2 separate regions of the Danio rerio genome follow, and region 1 is linked to region 2. The links are chromatin contacts, called in public HiChIP or PLAC-seq maps. All regions are on one chromosome and are shown on one strand. The core of a region is the stretch at or near the end of the contact, and the rest is flanking DNA. Distances in the headings are between cores, read along the strand shown. Region 1 holds the start of mrpl51 (mitochondrial ribosomal protein L51). Region 2 holds the start of rrp15 (ribosomal RNA processing 15 homolog).

Region 1 (7,029 bases), core at 1,333-3,832, 340 kb after region 2:
ATAAACTTTTTATTCGATAAGAAAAGATGCGCATAAACTGGGATGGAAACACTTTTACCACACAAACTCCAGCATGCGCATTAAAAAAGGTCATGTGATTTTGTTGAAAGAGATCATGTGATGCTTAAAATGTGTGTGAATGGACAAAACGTCAGGCTGAGCACATTATAAAACATCTGAAATGTTGTTTTGGTCATTATAAAACGCCTTACCGTTTCAGTATTAATGTTATTATATTATTAATGACCTCCAGAATCAAGAGCGCCTGTGCTCCGCGTCTGACACCTTCAAACGCCGCTGCGCGCTCACTGCTTGTCAGGATTGTCTTCTGAGGCGCGTTCATCTAGAAAAGATTGATGCAGCTTCTCCTACTGCAGCAAATGCAGTTTTTACTGTTGATATTTGGCGCCAGTTAATCAGGAAGTGACGATTTTGTTCGCTTTGACTCGTTGGATGGAAACGATGCTTCATTCGCACAACTTTTATGCGATAATACAGTTTTGCGCATAAAGTTTATTCGCATTTTTGGATGGAAACATAGCTAATGTTTCAGCTGCTGCCATCAGCATCATTAGATTTCCTATTTGCAGAACTAGAAATTCTTCTATAATGGTGGTCATTAAATAAGTCCAGCGGGGAGGGAGATGCACCTTAAAGATGCATGTTGTGTGGTAATATTTTGTTAATGTGTACATGGAACTTTCGCCTGTGTTACCGCACCTTGCTGTAAATGAGATCATAAAGTTGAGTTTGAGTCTGATATTATCTCTACAAAATTAGTAATAATCATTTCAAGTGGTTAAACTTACAAGAAGCTATTATTCATACTTAAAGAAGCCATTAACGTGTCATTGAATGTTAAAAATAACATTTGATAAATCCGCAATGCAAAATAAAAGCATGACCATAATGAATACTGATATGATATGTCCTGCTCACCCAGAATACCGATGTTATCGTAAACCCCAAACATGCTCCTCTTCTCCGTCCAGCGGTCCACTTCTTTGAGTTTGGGAATGGCGTGCATTCGTATTCGAGCACAGGAGCCTGACAGACGATGCAAAATAAATGCATTTAATTAGGGCTGCACGATACTGGAAAACAAATCTGACATTGCAATATGGCTGCACAATAGATGATTTCAGCATCGATGTCGCAATGTGCGCATCTGCAATAGTCACATTATCAGAGGGTATGCGATGGAGAGTCTGGATTATAGGTGATCAGGAGCTGCAGAACACATGTGATTTGTAAGTTTGACCATAATAGAGTGAAACTTTATCATTTGCATGTGTTTTTACGGTCTTTGATTGAGGATTTCAAGAGAGTTTGAAAACTTTGGACACAAAAAAAATGATCATTTTGGAAAGTGTAAGAAAGATTATTGTATTTAATTGTTTATTTGGAACTGAATTCAAACTAAAACAAGACTATTTTCCTTATCCCACTGGCAGATAATTCAGCTTGTTTTAAGGGGGAAAAAATTATAATAATAAAAAATCTTTAAAATATAATTTATTATTAATAAAAAAAAATACTTTAGCTTAATTAGCTGGTTATTATAACCTCAACTTAAACTTTGCAGATCTTGCCATGTGACTATTGCAGATATCGATGCTGAAACGACATATTGTGCAGCCCTACATCAAATTATACTATATCATATAAAAATTCTAACCATTCACTCATACTCAACTGGTTCTAAACTCTAAAGAGTTTCTTTCTTATGAACACAAAACAAGATATACTGAAGAACTCCTGGGAAAAAGGCAGCCATTGACTTCCATAGTAGGATTAAAGTCATTGTCTGTTTTCCATATTAAGGTAAAGTAGGTTTGATCTTCACACATTCGATCATTTAATGGCCCATATATTGTTTACCAAGCTATATTGAATCTGAAATAGCATGCAGGGATGACTTTAAAACAATATTAGCACTATGTAATTGACTGTGAACAATGTTGCACTTTGATAGTCATTGACTGCTACTATAATTACACTAATTAGAATTTCCAAAGAATACTTTTCTGACATTATATTATAAAGCAGAAAGTCTGAATGTTCGAATATAAAACCAGCTTTACCTCATACAAGTGGAGCTGGTTCACACTTCCTTCTCATATAAGTTTAACTTACCTCATATTTTAATGTAACGTTAATTTATATGTTATGAATACGGGTGATGTCTGACCTGTGCTGAAGAGTCTCGACGATTGACACAAGTTTACAGCGCTCCTCCACAATCCTCCAAACACAGACATGCTGCACAAACACACACACACACACACATTCAGAAATATTAATATCTGCAATAATGTGTTAATATAACATAATTCATGTTCAGTGGATGATGACCTTCAGTCGCGAGCGCAACCACAGCAAATCCAGCTTAAACAGTCTTTACAACAAGTCTTTACCTTATTATTGTGAATAATAATTCTGAGGAAAGACTTTAATCGACGGTCGGATGATTAATAATTTAAAACTCCTGAAATCCTGCAGATAAATGCAGCAAATTGGCTGTATTTCCCATGTGTACACACTAGTGTAGGAGCCAGGCCGCCATTACACGCTTTTCACAATAGAAGTCCAAACGTTAACGTTTCAAATTAAAAGTCCGTGTTTTAAAGTTTACGTTTTATCTACACCGGTCTTGATGTCGATCTAGTTTACAGGTAAATACATTTTTTTAAGTTTCTAATTAAAAATATAAATTTAAATAAACCTCTATCACCTACTAATGTTCAAGGTCATTTTTAGTGATAAAATACCCAAATAATTGTAGTCATTCTACAGCATACATCATGTCCTTGAATGAGATATTTACAATATTAGAGGTAAAGTTGGTTTTATATTCGCACATTCGTTCATTTAACAGTCTCTATATTGTTTATCATGTTACTTTGAATATTCGATTGGAATTAGCATGCAAGTATGACTTCTAAACAACATCAACACTATCTAATTCACTGTGAACAATGTTGTACTTTGATTGTCATTTGCTGCTAATATGATTTCCCTACTTACATAGAGCCAACTTTACAACTATTTTTTCAATATATATTTATTAATATATATTTTCTTTATTTAAAAAAAAAACTATTTTAAGGGAGTGGATATTTTGTGTTTTTTACTTATGAAACCATTATAATTTCGAGAACTTTTGTTTGTATTTTATTGCTGTTTCCTAATTATGGAACGATTGCTGAAACGTGTCATATTTTATGTACATAATATGAGCACTATTTGTCTTTGGGCGCACTCACACTAGGCTATCCGAACCGTGCCCAGGCCCGTTTCCCGGATCGTTTGAGAAGTGTGAGTGCGCTGAATTGGGCTCAGGCACGGTTCACTTGGCCGGCCCTGGCCCTGTTGGAAGAGGTGGGCCTGAGCGCGGTTCACTTGGGCTTCACTTTTTGGGCCAAAACTGAAAGCGAGACATGACTTTTAAGGGACTGTTTCATATGGATTTATTAATCAATCTTACTGTACAATGAACGCAAACTGCCGTAGTTTATTAAATACGCAAACCCCTTACTGCGCGACAGCTTCACCTTCAGCAGACCTCCTCATTCCTGCAGCACGAGAGCTTTATGACTGTTTATGAGCACCAAAAGTGGCGGATCTGTTCGGCGAAATATCTGACTGCATGTCAGTACTGAAGCCAAAACTGGAGAGTTATCTAAGAAAATAACTTACGATAATGCTCCGAAAACTAGCACAGCCAAATGGATATGTTAGAGAAAAATATTAAATACAAACTTAAAAAGAGGAAAAAATCAAGAGAAGCAAAAAAATAAATAAATAAAAATTTATATTTAGTTGAAATTTTGTAGGTTGTAATTTATTTTTGCAATATTTTGCTTGAATTCAATTGTATCATCTTTAAATTTCATGATATGTTTGGTGATTTATATATATATATATATATATATATATATATATATATATATATATATATGTTTAATAAATCTGTTTTGTTTAAATTCACCAAAATACACTGCATATACTCACTTAAAAATGAAGGAAAGTATTTATTTTCAAAGCAGGTTGTACTGAATTATGCTGAGCACTGTGTGTAATATTTAGCCTTCCTTCAGCAAGCATAAATGAAAGCCTGCACTATATGCATATTAATTAATAATAGATACAGTTTGAACTCTACACACAGCTCGTCTTATGCTACTGTATGTACTGTGTTAGTGCAGAAAGCTCATGTGATCAGCTGGAAAAGTGTAATAAGATCCATCTGCGTGGTTTTGAGTTTCACGGCACTACAGTTAATACAGTTAAAACTCACTGAACCAAAAATAGACGACAGAATATTGAGTGCAGCACTCCATTTACCCTGGTACTCACCTAATAAACAATGGGTGTCAGTTATACACAGTGCTGCTCAGTAGTGCGTGTGCTTCGATCTTCCAGAAACTGCCACTCTGATCCCTTCTCCAGTCCGAGAGATTGGAGATTTATTCTGTGTTCTTGTTTTCTGCTTTAGCAGTCCTCCTTGAACCCACATGAAAAACACCATAGGAGATTTATTATAGTATATAATGATATTATAGTTGAAGTCAGATTTATTCGCCCCTCCTTGATTTTTTGTCTTTTTTAAATATTTCCCAAATGGTGTTTAACAGATTCAGGAAATTTTCACAGTATTTCCTATAATATTTTTTCTTCTGGAGAAAGTCTTATTTATTTTATTTCGGCTAGAATAAAAGCAGTTTTTAATTTTTTAAACACCATTTTAAAGGTGCAGTAGGTGATTGTCTTCAGAAACATTATTTGTTGTTGTGGTTGAAAGTCTCTTCACAGTCCAATAGTACTGATTAAAGTAAATGATCTACATGTGTTTTCATTATCGTTTACCTGTATTTTTGTATTCTGGATAAGGCATAAAACTAAAAAAACTTGGTCCAATGAAATATTGTTGGGCCGATAATTTCGATAAGTAGCTCAAACTGTCTGTCAGCAAATGCAGATTTGGACTTCTGCGCATCTACTTTCACGCAGATCCGCCATTCGCGTGTGCACGCCTGCACAAGCGCCACCGCGCATTCACAAGACAATCACAGACGCGGTGAAATCAAATGCTGAATTGAAACTTTTGAAAATCAATATTGGAGTTACTTTAGCACGCTGGAGGAGGGACGACACCAGGGGCGGACTGGGACAAAAATTCAGCCTTGGCACTGTAGCCACATCAGCCCACATAACCACACCGACATAGCCCCACCCACGGACACGCACATTCACGATTTATTTTGGTGTACAGATGGTGAAATAATATGACATTCTTGCCAGATTTTGATTACGTTAAAAATTGCTAACGTAACGTAATTGGTTTGATTACGGTAACCTCGGATTGGGTCGGCCCATCTTGAAATCAGGCGGCCGTCGCATATTGGTCCAAATGCTTAACATTTATTATTATTACTATTATTATTATTATCATCATCATCATAATATCACATCTAGCAAGAGATAAAAGCTGCCTCCACGTAAAAACAATACATTAAAAAAAAAAAAACTGACCGGCCCACATTTAAAAATTGGTCCGGCCCTTCTGGCATTTGCCAGAATTGCCAGATGGCCAGTCCGCCCCTGGACGACACCGTAGCTGAAGTATTACTGTTAGACAGGTGATGTTCTGTTTTAAAACTATTTTAGTCTGGCTCAGCTGATGTTAGATTGTGTTGTGTTATGAATGGCTTATGCACCTATATTTTACAGGCTATGATATGCACATGTGTGTTGTTCAGCCTCTGAAATCTCCAGGCGAAAGATTGAACTGTTTCCAGTTTCATAAGGGACATTTTACAGCATGGTTAATGTATATTCTTTTTTAGTTTAACGACAAAGCATCAGTGAATAGCGCTATTCTGCCTAGCCTGCTTTACTGAGCTGAAGTTGCTTTTATATTTGCATTGGGTCACTTTTGAACGCTAGCTATGTTTCCATCCAAAAATGCGAATAAACTTTATGCGCAAAACTGTATTATCGCATAAAAGTTGTGCGAATGAAGCATCGTTTCCATTCAACGAGTCAAATTGAACAAAATCGTCACTTCCTGATTAACTAGCGTCAAATATCAACAGTAAAAACTGCATTTGCTGCAGTAGGGGAAGCTGCATCAATCTTTTCTAAATGAACGCGCCTCAGAAGACAATCCTGACAAGCAGTGAGCGCGCAGCGGCGTTTGAAGGTGTCAGACGCGGAGCACAGGCGCTCTTGATTCTGGAGGTCATTAATAATATAATAACATTAATACTGAAACGGTAAGGCGTTTTATAATGATTAAAACAACATTTCAGATGTTTTATAATGTGCTCAGCCTGACGTTTTACCCATTCACACACATTTTAAGCATCACATGATCTCTTTTAACAAAATCACATGACCTTTTTTAATGCGCAAGCTGGAGTTTGTGCGGTAAAAGTGTTTCCATCGCAGTTTATGCGCATCTTTTCTTATCGAATAAAAAGTTTATCCTACCCAGTTAGGCGCATACGTTTTTTATGCGCATTTTCAAAATTGATGCGCATCATGGCGTTTCCATCAACTGTTTTTTATGCGCATTTGCAAAATGTATGCGCATCATGGCGTTTCCATCAACTGGTTTTTATGCGCATTTGCAAAATCAATAGGTGGATGGAAACATAGCTAATGACAGCTCCCCTATACTGTTTACCATGCTACTCTGAATACTCGCTCTGCAATAGCATGTAAGTGTGGCTTAGTAATAAATGTAATTCCTGCACGCCGCCGGCCAAACACTGACTAACTGTTACATTTCTAACTGGCGAATGACATGAACTAGGGGGTTGTCCGCTGTTGTGACGCGGTGCGCGCGTTGGTGATTTCAGGAGGCGTGGCTTTGACAATCTCTACCTCCAGCAATGTTAAAGCTTTAAAATCCGTAACACTATGTGAATCTTACAATATTCTCTCTTTTTTATAATAGATGACTGTATTGTATGTGATCTTGTAAACATCACTGTGACCTTGCTTTAAATTTAAAGTGCTTTT
Region 2 (6,219 bases), core at 383-2,882:
AGCTCAAAATGTCTCATTTCCATATCTGGTGACTGATTTCTGATAGAGGTTACTGAGCAATAGTAATAATTACTGAGGATCCTCATCAAGAGTTGTTTAGCATTACTTTGCTACAGCAATCCACACGTAAACATTTTTAAAATGTTTTTTTTAGTGGCTAAACTCAAACCAAACACCAAAAAACTACTCAAAGTACTTTTAAAGTTTATGTGTGCTTTACAAATAATGTCTAAAATAGGAAAAGGTAATATTCATATTCCTCAAAACATACACAGAAATAGGGGGCGCTTTTGTATGGACAACAATGTAAACTGGATGTCATCTGGTGGTCATGTTTGGTACTGCGGCCCAACAAAATTTCTTGTTTTTTTGCGATATCAACTTCAAATTTGGATTATAATTAGTTTGTTATTAACATTATTGGATTATAATGTTTAGTTTTTATAAAAATATATATAATGCTAAAACTGTACCTGTTTCTTCTTCTCAAGACGCTCTTTCTTCTCCTTCTCCTTGATCTTGTCCAGCTGTTTGTTCTTCAGGAGGATGCTGGGTTTGCTGTCCGGCGTTTTCTTCCCCAGGACTTTGGCCATGGCCTCTGCCCATCCGGCGTTTGGGTTTTCCTCATTCTGTTCTTCATCACTCTTTCCATCCTCATCGCCGCTGTTTTCAGCATCTGCTCCCTCATGATTACTATCTGCTCCGCTCTCTTCATCGTTACTGATGCTTACTTCAGAAACATCGTCTGAACATCACACAAAAAATAAAAAACAATGTCTCTCAAGTCTTTTTAAGGGGCTGCTGCTTAATTCAAAACTACCATGTCTAAATAGAGGTAAAGTTGGTTTTATATTGGCATAGTCAGGCATTCTCCTTAATAATATAATGTCAGAAAAGTATTCTGTGCAAATTGTAAATAGGAAAATCATTTTAGCAGCAAATGACTATCAAAGTACAACACTGTTCACAGTGAGTTAGATAGTGTTCATGTTGTTTAGAAGTCAGACTTGCATGCTAATTCCGATCGAATATTCAAAATAACATGGTAAACAATATAGAGACTGCTCAATGAACAAATGTGCGAATATAAAACCAACTTTACCTCTATTTAGAATATCTATAAACATGTATAGGGGTAAAGTTGGTTTAATATTCGCACGTTTGTTCATTGAGCAGTCTCTATATTGTTTATGATGCTACTTTGAATATTTGATCGGAATTAGCATGCAAGTGTGGCTTGAAAACAACATTAACACTGTTTGACTGTAAACAGTGTTGTACTTTGATAATCATTTGCTGCTAATATGATGTCGCTAATTAGAGTTTGCAAATAATAGTTTTATATAGATGATAATATTAAGGGGAAATCCGAATGTGTGAATATAAAACCAACTTTACAAACAAGATTACACTATATTTTCTGCCCTTTCCCTCTGCGTTGTGTGTCAGCTGAAGCTGCTGGGAATAACTGTTTCCATTAAGGGTCAATGCTAAATATTTCGGTCACGCTGTATATTGTATATCACACGGTCAATAAAAATATACGATTCCTCACCATTTCCATCTTCAACAACGACATGTGGCTTCACCGCGAGCGCCGCCATCTTTCTGATATTTACAAGTACTCCCTAAAAAGTCCGTGTGAAACAACAGGCGCCCAAGAAAGGTTCCGCAGACGAGTACGAATCTTAATTTCAAATCCGGGTATAAATAATAACAAATCATCCAGAAAACATATTTAAAGCTTTGAAATAACGTACAATGTTTTAGAGGGGATAAACGTATTTTCTGAAAAAAAAATGAGTAAATTTATTTTTCCTCACACTGCCAATTTCAGTCATTCATTATTTTTTTTTTCAGCTCAGTCCCTTTATTCATCAGGGGTCGCCACAGCAGAATGGACCGCTAACTATTCCAGCATAGGTTTTACACAGTGGATCTTCCAGCTGCAATCCAGTACTGGGAACATCCATACACACTCAGACACTACTGCCAATTTAGTTTACCCAGGGTTGATTTTTTATTCATTTTACAAAATAATTAATTTTTCTGAATGCATAATTATTTTTTTGAATTGTAAAACTGGCTATGATACACTCGATAATGCTTTGAAGTTGATAACTTTTCTTGGGAAGTTTCACATACACAAGGCAAAAGTAATGTCTATTATTCCCTTTATTTATTTCTGTAAAGATTTGAAAATATTTTATAATTCTTTGACCTCAATTACAAGAAAGAAGAAAGCTGTAAAACCTCTCTAATAATGAAAAAAATGTCTGTACAGTCTAATAATTTAAATATGATGGATCCCCTCATATATATGTTACACTTTTTTGTTTAATGTATGTTCTGCATCACTAAGCTTTCTGTGACTGTTACATATATTATCATATATTCATGTATGCTTGTCAGATATGCTTCAATAACAAAAATAAAAATAAATAAAAAAGCTCAGGTGTCTCCGGTAAACTGTCATGCCGTTACAAAATTGACACGTACAAGATCTGATTTCTTTTTTAAAAAAAATCCTGGATCCTCACTGCCTGACTGAAATAAATTATAAAGTGGGTATTAGACCAGACAAGAAGCACTGGATTTAATACCTTTGTTACGTGACATGTCTTTAAAATATGGACATTTATTTTACCTAACCCTTAGTATTTTCAATGGAGTTTCTCTGGTCGTCTGCTGCTCCTGATGCCATCTTTCATCTCGTTTTACACTTGAACAACTTGAAGAATAGGTTATTAAGTCTATTTAACTGATTATATTTTAATTACATTAACACATAAATGCTACTGAAAAAAACAAAAAACAGCTTAAACCAGCCTAGGCTGGTTGGCTGGTTTTAGCTGGTCGACCAGGCTGGTTTTAGAGGGGTTTTGTGGCCATTTCCAGGCTGGTTTTCAGCCATTTCCAGCCTGGTTTTATCTGGTCAGGCTGGAAGATGACCAGCTTGACCAGCCTAGCCAGGCTGGGTGCCCAGCCAAAACCAGCTATCTCCAGCTTAAACCAGGCTGGTCAAGCTGGTAATTTCCCAGCCTGACCAGCTAAGACCAGGCTGGAAATGGCTGGAAACCAGCCTGGAAATGGCCAAAGCCCCTCTAAAACCAGCCTCGTCGACCAGACTAGGCTGGTTTAAGCTGGATTTTTCAGCAGACAAAATTAAAAATACATAAACCTTTTACCGGAAGTTTATCGGTGAAATTAAATCATATAAAATCATCATATGACAAAGCACTAAATGACCACTAGAGTGTAGTAAACACCATGGGTAGTCCATTTAATCCATTGTGAATTTTCTACAATAGTTTAACAATTAGTATTAATCCAGATGGTTTTCCGGATGGTCATGTCCAAATCATAATCGATGCCAGGACAGCTTTACACTGTACTTCACTGATAAAAAGCAGTTGATGCTGGTGAGGTATGTCTTGATGACGGTTTGCTGTTGCTGGATCAGTTCCAGTTGGTCCCCTGCTTATCCTGACTTGAATAAATACTGGTAGGCCTATATAGTTTTGATGTGAGCAGTTTACAGCTGTGTAAACGATTCTAAACGATGTAAACGGGAGTGATAATGATCACATTTTGAAAACAACTTGAGTTGACTCTGTAAAATTAAGATTTGTAGCAATGACACTGTTCAGCCAGTATGTGGCGACAAGAAACCATTAAACGCGTATTCCTGGTTAATTCTGCACTGTCTAACTCATCCAGACATTATCAATCTATAAGTAAGTTATTGAATAATTAATTTAATATTAAATACTGAAGGTTTAGTAATACAATAGGCAAACATAATATGCAATTAATTGCTGCAAAATCCAGCTTAAACGAGCTTAGGATGGTTGGCTGGTTTTAGCTGGTGAGCCAGCCAGGTTTTATAGGGGTTTTGGCCACTACCAGGCTGGTTTCCAGCCATTTGAAGCCTGCTCTTAGCTGGTCAGGCTGGAAAGTGACCAGGTAAAACCATCTACCAGCTTGACCATCCTGGTTTAAGCTGGCTTGGCTGGTCAAGCTGGTTTTAGCTGGTCATTCCCAGTGTAATTTAGCAAATTGTAATCTGGCTTATTTGTTAATTATATATATATATATATATATATATATATATATATATATATATATATATATATATATATATATATATATATATATATATATGACTTTTTCTTCTGTTGAACATGAAAGAAGACACTTTGAAGAATGTTGAGAATAAGCCATTGACTTCTATTTTCCCTATTGTACTGCACAGTTCCACACAATTCACTCCTGATGTCTCAACACAAATCGATTACGTTAACTTAACAATTTAAGTAGACTGAACATAAAACAATTAAGTTTTCCCCCCCAAAAAATCTCAGGAATTGTGTTGTTTCAGCTCAATTTAAATAAGTTGTTTAAACAATATTTTTTTGTGCTCCCCTACTATGGATGTGAATGGTTACCAGTTCTCAACATTCTTCAGATTATCTTCATTTGTGTTCAACAGAAGAAAGAAACTCATAAAGGTCTGGAATTGCTTGAGGAAGAGTAAATGTTGAGTACACTTTCATTTTTTTGGGTGAACTATCCCTTTAAGTTGTCTTTTCAGAAATGCAGGAGAATCGTGATGTCTATTCTGAACAGAATGCAATGGGGATTCTCAGATTATGAAGAAGCGTGCAGCTCTAACAGTGGGGTCCTTCTCTGGTGGTCCTGCCGGGAAGGTAAACGGGGGTGTCTGGCATGCATGAGCACTTCGCTTTCACTGCTGAGAGTTCAGACTGAAGGATAAACTGTGAGAAGATGCTGTTAAATAAGATCTGCATGTGTACGTGTGAGACGGGCGCACACTGACCGCTGCCCATCTGAGCATGCTCACAACACGCACACAACAGCATCACTGTTCACATAGCAACAATGCCTGTCTGTCTGAATCAGAACCATACGCTTGTTCTGCGGCCTGCTGTATTTTTCCATGTTGTCTATTAATGATGGGTCTGATGCATATTTCTAAATAAATAAAATGCTAAATTGAGGATAATGCAAAAAAAAATTAAATAATAATAAAACTTTTAAATGAAGAAAAATAAAACTTATAATGCAAAAAATAAAGAAATAAAACTTTTAAATGAAGAAAAATAAAACTTATAATGCAAAAAAGAATTTAAAAAAAACTTTTTTTGCATAAAATAAAACTTATCAATAAAAATTAAACGTATAAATGCAAAACAAATAAATATTATAAATTAAAATAAAACTTATAATGCAAAAAATAAACTTAAAAGCAAAACAAATAAAAAATTGTATAAATGCAAAAATAGAAATAAAAATAAAAAATACTTTTAAATAAATAAAAAAATTATAACACAAAAAGAATAAAAAAAAATTTTTGTATAAAATGCAACTTTCACATCATGTCACAACTTTTTTTAAGCTAACATTTGATTCAGTTACAAGGATTTTATTTATTTTTGTTATTTTATAACTATAAACTATCTACCTCACAGCCCACACTGCAAAAAAAAAAAAAGATTAATTAAATGTATAAAATATTGTTGTGAAAAGGAATATAAATGCATATATTTTTTTGTCTCTTTTTCTTTTCATTAGACAATTGTATTCATATTGCTTAAGGTGATATATTAACCAAACCATCTCTTGAATGTGATATGCCTGGCGTATTAATGAAGCATTTATGCACAAGTAGATGAAGCTGATAGAAATGCAAAGGCCTGATTGTTTAAAATGAACTAGATTTCTGCAGCTAAACTTCCAGTGAGCAGAGATGGGTTGAAACTGAACACAGAATATAATTGTGCAGAGAATTTATAGAAAAAGAGGAAGTATGTATGGGTGCGGCCAACGGAGGACTGGAGAATTATGTACAAGTGATGAATTCCACTACACTCCACCTGTTAATTTCAGCTGTGTGTAAAAGCTGGAGTCAGGAAATGTGAGTTGTTGCGCACCTCCTGAATGTAACTTTTGCATTGCATTGGGGATTCCAGAATTCTGTGAATCGAATTATTCATTCGTATCCAGTAAATTAGTAATATTTTTCACATTGAACAAAACCCTCTCCTGAATTTTTTTATTGTGAACAAGCATGGAATTGAATAAATATTCCAACAATATATATATATATATATATATATATATATATATATATATATATATATATATATATATATATATATATATATATATATATATATAAAGGTAAGTGGTTGCGAG

The links. HiChIP or PLAC-seq counts read pairs in DNA pulled down with a chosen protein or histone mark.
Region 1: an H3K4me3 HiChIP or PLAC-seq map of embryo shows a contact between it and region 2, with 7 times the contacts expected there. The contact joins the promoter of mrpl51 here to the promoter of rrp15 in region 2. A contact is called at or near these places in 1 of 18 Hi-C or Micro-C datasets (an unstated tissue) and 1 of 4 datasets of contacts at active chromatin or transcription factors (embryo).

The regions. Positions count from the first base shown.
Region 1 is chr16:4,763,655-4,770,683 of GRCz12tu, forward strand. mrpl51 (mitochondrial ribosomal protein L51) reads right to left here and starts at 2,583. Exons shown (of 4, transcript NM_001013476.1): 1 at 2,418-2,583; 2 at 2,192-2,262; 3 at 940-1,047. The coding sequence starts at 2,261.
Region 2 is chr16:4,419,715-4,425,933 of GRCz12tu, forward strand. It overlaps rrp15 (ribosomal RNA processing 15 homolog), which reads right to left and starts at 1,633. Exons shown (of 5, transcript NM_199762.1): 1 at 1,556-1,633; 2 at 474-745. The coding sequence starts at 1,604.